Regions from separate parts of the Mus musculus genome. Here region 1 is linked to region 2. A link is a contact called in public Hi-C data. All regions are on one chromosome and are shown on one strand. Each heading gives the region's core, a stretch centred on a gene start, on an enhancer-like site or on the middle of the called end of the contact. The rest is flanking DNA. Distances are from core to core; before and after follow the strand shown. Region 1 has its middle 100 kb from the start of Gm23331. Region 2 has its middle 230 kb from the start of 4933402J10Rik.

What was found. A called contact is a pair of places that touch in the nucleus more often than the background predicts.
Region 1: a contact with region 2 is called in a Hi-C map of cerebellum, with 1.9 times the contacts expected there. The contact joins two enhancer-like sites. A contact is called at or near these places in 2 of 484 Hi-C or Micro-C datasets (cerebellar granule neurons and cerebellum).

What each region holds. Positions count from the first base shown.
Region 1 is chr5:60,597,716-60,603,207 of GRCm38.p6, forward strand. No RefSeq gene overlaps it. Among named protein-coding and RNA genes, the nearest start is that of Gm23331, 100 kb to the left of the region's middle. Within about 2 kb of position 2,551, at least 13 of the 459 cell types and tissues checked have an H3K27ac peak or open chromatin away from gene starts, as enhancers often do. A contact at or near this core is called in cerebellum, where this site is marked.
Region 2 is chr5:59,752,778-59,758,182 of GRCm38.p6, forward strand. No RefSeq gene overlaps it. Among named protein-coding and RNA genes, the nearest start is that of 4933402J10Rik, 230 kb to the right of the region's middle. Within about 2 kb of position 3,639, at least 3 of the 459 cell types and tissues checked have an H3K27ac peak or open chromatin away from gene starts, as enhancers often do. A contact at or near this core is called in cerebellum, where this site is marked.

The DNA.
Region 1 (5,492 bases), core at 1,301-3,800, 840 kb after region 2:
TTGTCCCTACTCTACTCTGTTATCTTGTGATTTGGTGCACTCAATTAATTCACTCTGAAACTTGTGTTTCTTTAAAATGCATAAGTCCTATGTATTACTCTTTAGTATGTTTTCCTAGTGTCCCTCTTACCGTGCTTTATTGAGGGCTAATTTTCTGAGTTTTTATGTGCTTCTGAAATTTTTATTTTAAACTAAAAATTTATGATAGTAATTTCACTCTTGCTTTCTCTTCTTTTATCATAAAAATGCTAAGAAAATTGTTTTAGGGACCTAACTTCCAGGCTAGTAATACCTCTGAGTTTATTTACTCTCTTTACATACTATCAATATTTTACTACTGTTACTTGAAACTTAAAAAATTACACCATTCAAGGCCATCCTGGTCTACAGAGTGAGTTCCAGGACAGCCAGTGATACACAGAGAAACCCTGTCTCGAAAAACTCAAAAACAAAAAAAGGCAATATAGTATTAAATTGAACAACAGAGTCTCACCACATTTTGAAGAGAGGATAATCGAGATTAACATTTCAGTATTTGTGTTTCATAGCTTTATTTGTAAAATAAAAAAAGTACTGTTTTAGTTATTATATATTTCTTCTAAATATTCTAAAAGGTCAGACAATCCATCCAGAGGATTCTTTATACCAAAACCAAAACTTTTAAAAACAATTCCTGAATCATTTCTTGAAATGAATACTTTTCCATATTTCTATACATCTAATAAAGCCATTATCAAAAATTATAGCTTCACTTTAATTTTCTGAAACTAACTGAAATACATTAATTTATTAATTGAAATAGTACCTCAAATGTTAACTATACACAGACGTTAATATCAGCTTTACAACACTGATTCTAACAAACTTGGCGAAGTCAGTGTCAGCAGGACGGTAAGCACATGCTTAGTTGGCAAAAATTTTGTTCTGTTCAATTCCTAGCTTTTATTGCAAAGGACAGTTTAATTCTCAATTTTACTTCATACGTTATAAATATTAGAAATCCATGAGGAATTCATTTAAAGTTTAGCTTTTTCAACTTGGCTAAAGACTACCTTTAAATTTCAAATCCATTCAATTTTCCATTTGAAAACTTTAGTTGAAAGCAATTTTATTAGCTCCCTGCTTATTCACGACAGTACTTGACTTGGTAAAATAAATTTCAGGCTTTTGAAATTGAAGAAGCTCACAAACATTCAGAATATACCCTAGAGGTAACGTATAGAAATAATGGGACACAGATCTTAAATGATCTTATAAGCTTTGTCGAGGAGACTTTCCTTGTAACCTCATTTCCCATTCTCTACCTACCTATATATGTATATGTGTATATGTATACACACACACACACACATTTTATATATATACAATTCCTGAAAAAATATAATTCCAGAAAACCATAAATTATGGGGATATTTATAAATTATATATAGAAATCTTTATAATTAATATCTTATATAAAGTCATATATATAAATTCAACAAAATAAAAAATTTCTTTCATTTTATTCTGCTACTGTACAAGCAAAACTGGGAAGAGCATATTAAATTCATGATTTCTGGTTTGTTCTGTTTGCTTAAGAAGATAGTGACTGAACAATACTGTATGTCAGCAGTTTTTGTAGGAGAGCTGACTTTTATTGTTGTGTTATTTAAAGCAGAATATGTAACAAAGTACCAAGATGTTCTCTCAGTCATTCTCAATGATTTTTTTACTTGTGAGAAGATTCTCATTTTTCTTTCTTCCTCTGTATTTCATTTCCTATTCAGTGCAGGTATCATATGCATGGGTTTTCCACAAAACAATTGTTGAATTAATAAATACTTAAACAGCAATAATTATGTAACTGTGATGCACAATATTTCATTCAGAGAGTATGAGAAAAAAGAAAACATCCACAGTACACTAATGAGAGGATCCACGTGGTGTAGCTGTTTAGTGCAGACACTGGGAAGAGGAGAGCCTTTGGACAAGGACTGTGATTAATAACTATTATCATTGTCTGCCTGTAGTTCTTGAGCAGGCCTTCAAACATGCATGTCTCTGCCTGGAGTTTGTAATCCCTAGGTTCTAATTGTGTCTTCTTGACCACATCTCTCAAATTATTTGGGAGCACGAAGCATCTGGACCAAAGAAGTGTTTTGTCCCTTCGAGCTGTTCCATTCCCTGTATTCTCTCATATGGTATCTTTCTAATTAAACTCCTTGATGCTAATTAAAGCTGAGAATAGAACAAATGCTACAAGATGAATCCACACTCCCTTCTGTTAAACTTAGTGAGCTATGCAGGCCTGGGCTTTTGAATATCCCCCCTAATTGGGATTTCATTGACACTCTCACCCTGTCATGTGTACATAATCATCAGCTCCATAAAAATGATTCCAGATCATAGATCATGAAATACCTGCCTATAATCACAAGACTTTTTTTTTTTCTTTCTGCAGTTCTGCAGTGTCCTGAAAAGCTGTAGCTTGGCAGATGGCGTGATGCAGAGTGTAATTTGGCGTGCTATGTCTATCAGCCTGTGGTAACCCTTAGGCATCTTATCACTACAGGAAACAATGATGATGGCCAAGACAACATGTGGTGACCCATGGGAACATAATCACGTTAACTCCTGACTCTGCCAAAACAACACGTGGTCTTGTTATTAGCATTTTCTTGGAAACCAGCATCCACTGAACAGAAATTTGTTGGACTGTTAGATTGCTTCTGGTTGCTTTGTTCATTCTTCCGTTACATTTAGCAGAGAATGTGCTGTGGTGGTGTGAAATTGGACGCCTGTCATCTGATTGGCCTCACCTCTGCAGCATGCATGAATGACTGAATGACTTAAATTCACGTTTGTTAGTTATTCTCTTTTCTCATGAAAATCAAAATCTGGTGTTTCTTAATATTTTCTATCTGTGTGCTATAGTGTTACATTACTAAAGAGTTACAAAGCATGAACAAGACAGACTTTCATGCTTATATTTCAAGTATAAAAGACATACGAAGTAAAGAGACATAGAGATATCTATATTTGAGTATTTTGGATATCAATGATTTAGTATTTTTTTCCTTTCCTATTTCTTTCTCCCTTCTATTTAAAGGTTTTAATAGATTATTTTATGCTGCAAATTATATCATTAAACATGTAGAATGAATTCCATTTTTTTCTAATGGAGAAAAAGGTAACATTAAATACAATTTTACGTTTAAGTATAGTTTATAATTTACTTTAAAAAGTCCATTTGGGTCACCTAAAATATGTCTTAGAGACAAAGAAAGTTCAGAAGCACTTATTTCTCTTATCACTTTTCTAAGAAAATTAGAGACTAAATAAGGCATGTGAGATTATTTATATTGTTTTAGTTGATATTTGTCTAACCTGCAGCATGATAACATTGAGTTTGCTTAACGGCATTGACTCTTAACCTCATAAATGAAGGAGAGGTTTTAATCTGGGGATCTGATAGTGAGGATAAAGCCTTACCCTACTTAACAGTGTACAGAATTTTAACTTCCAGTGCTCATTAACTTTGCAAAGGGAGGGATGATACCTCTCAGGGGATTTAATTTGCATTTCCATGACATAAGTGATATTGATCATTTTCACAACTAACTTGAGTTTTGTTTATGTTAACATTTGATGTTTATTTACTGATTTCCTTAGCTCACATTTCTTTTTTACTCTTGAAAAAAACAATATATTATACCCAATATTTCTCCTCTTACAACTTCTTCTCTACTTCCTCTCCACCTCAAACTACTAACAACTCTATGCCTTCTTGCTTTCTCTTTTTAGAAAATGGACAACAAACAAACCATAAAGAAGGGGAAATCTTTACAAGGAAGGAAGGAAGGAAGGAAGGAAGGAAGGAAGAAAGAGAGAGAGAGAGAGAGAGAGAGAGAGAGAGAGGAAGGGAGAGAGAAAGAGAGAGAGGAAGGGAGGGAGGGAGGAATGAAGGAAGGAAGGAAGCAAGGAAGGAAGAAAGGAAGGAAGGAAAAGCCCAAACAAAGCAATATGAAAAAAAAAAAAGTCTATGAAATACTATTGAGTTCATTGTGTTATTGGTTGTCTATAGCTAGGAATGGGGTCCCCACATAAATGTGGTTAATATGCTCGGTGAGACTACATTAAAGAGAACTATTTTTCTTTTGCAAACGGATGCTAGGTGGAGATGGCTTCTTGATTTAGGATGGGAGTGTCTATCCAATACTCATTCCTGAGATCCTGTGTCTTAATCCTGGAGAGGCCTTATGCATGCTTTGCACTCTATAAATTTATATGTACCTCAGTCTTATTGTGTCTGGAATATATGCTTTCTTTGGATTCATCCATTTCCTCTCAGTCCTACAATGTTTTCTCCTCTTCCAGAAAGTGCCTTGAGCCCTGATGGAACTGATGTGAGGAAAAATCACATTTCAAGCAGAGTGTTTCAAAAATTACTGTCACTGCATATGGCCCACTTTGGGTTCTTTATATTAGTTTACATAAAGTGTAAGAGGATTTCTCTAACAACTGATAGTGACAATTTATTCATGGCTACAAAAGAACATCATTGGGGTCATTTTATTGTTCTGTGTCTAACTGAAAAATTATTTCTTTTTCCCCTAGGTCTATGGCATAGTTAGTCTTGCAGGGGTATTGACATTGAGTAATGTCTTGCATGTGTTTTATCCCATGGAGTGGATCTTAAAGTCAATATGATAATGGGTGGTTATTGCCATAATCTTTCCATCGCAATTTCACCAGCATATCTGGCAGTAAGGTCACCATAGTAGTATGCAGGATTTGAAGCAGAGTTGGTGGTTACATTTCTCCTGTGATAGCAACCAGAATAACTGTCAGCTCAATGAATCTTGTCAGAAAAGCTGACAAGGAAATTTAGGTATAAGTTTAAATGACTCAACTAGATGTAATTTAGTCCTGCCAATGAATGCTTCACTTGGTGGTAAAAATTGTACAGTTTGAACCTTTTTCTCCACAAGTATTTAGTAGGTTCATTTAGATTTCCTTTATATGTGTATAGATTTAAAGAAACTTCTACAATAGTAGGTTTGCAACAACCACTCATAAAACAACAAATGTTCCATATTGTTAGCTATCATTCCCTGTATCCCATTCCTCATCTTCTCTTCCATTCTCCATCCATTAAATCATCCTGTACCAATCTATTCATGTCTCTATTAAATTTTTACTCTATTTCCCCTTCCCTAGAAGATTGCTCTTCTCCACTAGTCCCTTAGGCTGTAAATTGCTTCTGTGGTTATAGGGAATATTACATGTTTATCAAAGGTATAAAAGCTGATATATACATATCCACATATAGGGGAAAATAAGCAAAGATGAGTTTCGATTACTCTATCCACTTCTCTTAAATTTCATAATTTTCTTTAATATCTGAATAATATTCCATTGTGTAAATATGCCACATTTTAACATGCTATTTATTTACTGAGATAAACTAGACTGTTTCCAGTTTCTGACTATTACAAATACAGAATCAATAT
Region 2 (5,405 bases), core at 2,389-4,888:
TTCGTATATTAAACCATCCCTGAATTCCTGGAATAAAACCTACTTGGTCAGGATGGATGATTGCTTTAATGTGTTTGGATTCGGTTAGCGAGAATTTTATTGAGGATTTTTGCATCGATATTCATAAGAGAAATTGGTCTGAAGTTCTCTATCTTTGTTGGATCTTTCTGTGGTTTAGGTATCAGAGTAATAGTGGCTTCATAAAATGAGTTGGGTAGAGTACTTTCTACGTCTATCTTGTGAAAAAGTTTGTGCAGAACTGGAATTAGATCTTCTTTGAAGGTCTGTAGAACTCTGCACTAAACCCGTCTGGTCCTGGGCTTTTTTTGGCTGGGAGACTATTTATAACTGCTTCTATTTCTTTAGGGGATATGGGACTGTTTAGAAGGTCAACTTGATCCTGATTCAACTTTGGTACCTGGTATCTGTCCAGAAATTTGTCCATTTCGTCCAGGTTTTCCAGTTTTGTTGAGTATAGCCTTTTGTAGAAGGATCTGATGGTGTTTTGGATTTCTTCAGGATCTGTTGTTATGTCTCCCTTTTCAGTTCTGATTTTGTTAATTAGGGTTTTGTCTCTGTGCCCTCTAGTGAGTCTAGCTAAGGGTTTATCTATCTTGTTGATTTTCTCAAAGAACCAACTCCTCGTTTGGTTAATTCTTTGAATAGTTCTTCTTGTTTCCACTTGGTTGATTTCACCCCTGAGTTTGATTATTTCCTGCCGTCTACTCCTCTTGGGTGAATTTGCTTCCTTTTTTTCTAGAGCTTTTAGATGTGTTGTCAAGCTGCTAGTATGTGCTCTCTCCCGTTTCTTCATGGAGGCACTCAGAGCTATGAGTTTCCCTCTTAGAAATGCTTTCATTGTGTCCCAAAGGTTTGGGTACGTTGTGGCTTCATTTTCATTAAACTCTAAAAAGTCTTTAATTTCTTTCTTTATTCCTTCCTTGACCAAGGTATCATTGAGAAGAGTGTTGTTCAGTTTCCACGTGAGTGTTGGCTTTCTGTTATTTTTTTTGTTAGTGAAGATCAGCCTTAGTGCATGGTGATCTGATAGGATACATGGGACAATTTCAATATTTTTGAATCTGTTGAGGCCTGTTTTGTGACCTATTATGTGGTCAATTTTGGAGAAGGTACCATGAGGTGCTGAGAAGAAGGTATATCCTTTTGTTTTAGGATAAAATGTTCTGTAGATATCTGTCAGATCCATTTGTTTCATCACTTCTGTTAGTTTCAGTGTGTCCCTGTTTAGTTTCTGTTTCCATGATCTGTCCATTGGTGAAAGTGGTGTGTTGAAGTCTCCCACTATTATTGTGTGAGGTGCAATGTGTGCTTTGAGCTTTACTAAAGTTTCTTTAATGAATGTGGCTGCCCTTGTATTTGGAGCATAGATATTCAGAATTAAGAGTTCCTCTTGGAGGATTTTACCTTTGATGAGAACGAAGTGCCCCTCCTTGTCTTTTTTGATGACTTTGGGTTGGAAGTCAATCTTATCAGATATTAGGATGGCTACTCCAGCTTGTTTCTTCATACCATTTGCTTGGAAAATTGTTTTCCAGCCTTTCATTCTGAGGTAGTGTCTATCTTTTTCTCTGAGATGTGTCTCCTGTAAACAGCAAAATGTTGGGTCTTGTTTGTGTAGCCAGTTTGTTAGTCTATGTCTTTTTATTGGGGAGTTGAGACCATTGATGTTAAGAGATATTAAGGAAAAGTAATTGTTGCTTCCTGTTATTTTTGTTGTTAAAGTTGGCATTCTGTTCTTGTGGCTGTCTTCTTTTAGGTTTGTTGAGGGATTACCTTCTTGTTTTTTCTAGGGCATTGTTCCCGTTCTTGTATTGGTTTTTTTCTGTTATTAACCTTTGAAGGGCTGGATTCGTGGAGAGATAATGCGTGAATTTGGTTTTGTCGTGGAATACTTTGGTTTCTCCCTCTATGATAATTGAGAGTTTGGCTGGGTATAGTAGCCTGGGCTGCAGTTTGTGTTCTCTTAGTGTCTGTATAACATCTGTCCAGGCTCTTCTGGCTTTCATAGTCTCTGGTGAAAAATCTGGTGTAATTCTGATAGGCTTGCCTTTATATGTTACTTGACCTTTTTCCCTTACTGCTTTTAGTATTCTATCTTTATTTAGTGCATTTGTTGTTCTGATTATTATGTGTCGGGAGGAATTTCTTTTCTGGTCCAGTCTATTTGGAGTTCTGTAGGCTTCTTGTATGTTCATAGGCATCTCTTTCTTTAGATTTGGGAAGTTTTCTTCAATAATTTTGTTGAAGATGTTTGCTGGACCTTTGAGTTGAAAATCTTCATTCTCATCCACTCCTATTATCCGTACGTTTGGTCTTCTCATTGTGTCCTGGATTTCCTGGATATTTTGAGTTAGTATCTTTTTGCATTTTCCATTTTCTTTGATTGTTGTGCCGATGTTCTCTATGGAATCTTCTGCACCTGAGATTCTCTCTTCCATCTCTTGTATTCTGTTGCTGATGCTCAAATCTATGGTTCCAGATTTCTTTCCTAGGGTTTCTATCTCCAGTGTTGCCTCACTTTGAGTTTTCTTTATTGTGTCTACTTCCCTTTTTAGGTCTAGTATGGTTTTGTTCATTTCCATCACCTGTTTGTATGTTTTTTCCTCTTTTTCTGTAAGGACTTCTACCTGTTTGATTGTGTTTTCCTGTTTTTCTTTAAGGACTTGTAACTCTTTAGCAGTGTTCTCCTGTATTTCTTTAAGTGATTTATTAAAGTCCTTCTTGATGTCCTCTACCATCATCATGAGATATGCTTTTAAATCTAGGTCTAGTTTTTTGGGTGTGTTGGGGTGCCCTGGACTGGGCGAAGTGGGAGTGCTGGGTTCTGATGATGGTGAGTGGTCTTGGTTTCTGTTAGTAGGATTCCTACGTTTACCTTTCGCCATCTGGTAATCTCTGGAGTTAGTAGTTATAGTTGACTCTGTTTAGAGATTGTTCTTCTGGTGATTCTGTTACTGTCTCTCAGCAGATCTGGGAGACAGATTCTCTCCTCTGAGTTTCAGTGCTCAGAGCACTCTCTGCTGGCAAGCTCTCTTACAGGGAAGGTGCGCAGATATCTTGTTTTTGGACCTCCTCCTGGTCGAAGAAGAAGGCCCAAAACAGGGCCTCTCTCAGAAGCTGTGTTGCTTTGGCAGTTCCCAGAAGCTGTCAGCTTCTGTGGTGCAGACTCTCACCTGTGCAGACTAAAATCCTAAGTTCCAGGGAGTCCTGGAACCAAGATGGTGACCGCTGCTCCTGAGGCTGAGGCCGTCTCCCGAGCCAGGCGGACACCTGTCCTCTGGTCCGGACGGTGGCCGGCTGTCTGCGGCCCGCCCAGGCTGCTGCCTCAGCGGCTCTGTGCTTCTGCCCGTCCCAGAAGCTGTCCGGTTCTCTGGCGCACCCTCTAGCCTGTATGCATTTCTCTTTATACAAGTTCTTGTCAAAATATTTCACATGGAACCACAGAATCTTGGCCAAATTTCTCATACCTGCCTTTGATGTTTCCGTTCCAAGTAAGCGGCAGAAACACTTATCAAATATTGAATAAACAATATGCTAGGGAAATCACAGCACCTTTAGTCATCACCTGTTTCAAATCATATGGTCCTGAAATAGCAGTGAGTGGGATGTAGTTTAACTAGTAGTCAGTAGGCTTGGCACACACTAAAGCAACATTTGGTGATAAAGCCATTCCTGGCAACACACACTTTATCTGTTTTTTGTCAAAGACAATGTACTTGTTACCTTTACATTGGAATTTGAAGAAATTTCCACAAAATATGTCTAGGCAGAAAACATGTACATCTGTTTATAGCAAACACTGTTTTAGCAGCTTGTGGAAATGTTCATCACGTTCACTAACTTGTTAGTGAGAATGGGCCTCGTCTTGGGTTCCTGTGAAGAAAATGAGACATTGTCTAATGACAGCAGTCTATAATCAAGTTAACAAGGAATGTGTGTGGCTTCAGTTGGCCCTCTTTTTTTTTTTTTTCCTGTGCAATCTACCATTTTTTGAATCATTCTGTGGAAGGTCCATATGGCATGCTACCAATGGAAGGCTCCAGTGTGCAGCTTGTGGAGGTGAGGTCTCAGTCCAAAAATATGGCAGAAGTACAGCCTTGCCAATAAACTGGGGAGTGGATCCAATCAGTGTAGTGGTGACTACAGCTAGCTGGGCACACTTTTGATTCAGAAAATATGACAAATGTCTATTGTTTTATGCCTGTAACTTTGTTTGTTGCAATTTGTGGCACAACAATTAACAATCTATTCCGTGATGCTGTTGGAAGTATTTATCAGGATACACCTTTGTGTTTCCCTAACGTTGCTCCCTTTGTGACTACATCATCTTTGCAAGAGTGAGGAAAGGAGCTGAGGGAAAAAAAAAAACATGAATTTGCACATCTCTTCATTCCAAGGAACATTTCCATGACAAAGATGATGTTCCAAGGAAAGGCATATGTGGTTCAGCAAATAGCTCAGAATTTAAGTCCTTTTGGAACTCAGCCATGTTATTTCTAAGAAATCAAACAAGAGTGTGAGATATCAATGCACCCTGAATTTCTAATAGAGATTAAAATAATTCTTGGAAGGCGCCACAGAGGTTCCCTTGCTGATGACAATGCCCATCTGCAAGTTATTTCAAGGTTCTGAATTCTCATCTCAGTGGAAAATTAATTATAAAAGTATCTTAGCTCTTAATGGATTTTAAATGATCTAAAATCCTTCTCTATGTTTGTAATGTATAATTCTTTTATAGTAACAGCTGAATAGACATAAAGGATAAACTTTATGAAGCATGCACCACATCAGTAACTTCATATATTAGTTTTCATTGCACATATTTTTCTTTTGAAAATTAGAATTTTAGAACAAAATTCAAACTTTATATACATGCAAAATGGATAGCTTGAAAATCTGAAATCTGTGTACCAAGATTTAAAAGTTCTGAGTACAGTCACAATAGAAAAACTTAAATTAACATTCCTGTTATATATTATTGTCACAATGTAGCTAAACAGATATTTTGCATAAAATTGTATTCTCTTGTGTGCAACATAAACAACTACTTAATCTTATATGTAGATTAAATCCTACCCTTAAATATATCTAGTTTATATTTTCATTCAAAGTTTTTAGCCATTTATGTTCCTATTCACTTGAGACAGGCTTACAAAGGCAAATCGCTTACTATGTTGTGTAGCTTTTCAAATGGTTTCTTATAAAAATAAGAAGGTCATCTGTTATTGAAAACATTTTTTCATACAGTATATCCCGATTACTGTTTTCCCTCTCTCTATTCCTCCCAGTTCCTTCCCACCTCCCCTCCCAGCCTGAGCCACTCCCATTTTTTTCTCACAATAGAAAACAAGCAATTGGATCTGTAGAGAGGGGTAGAAATAATG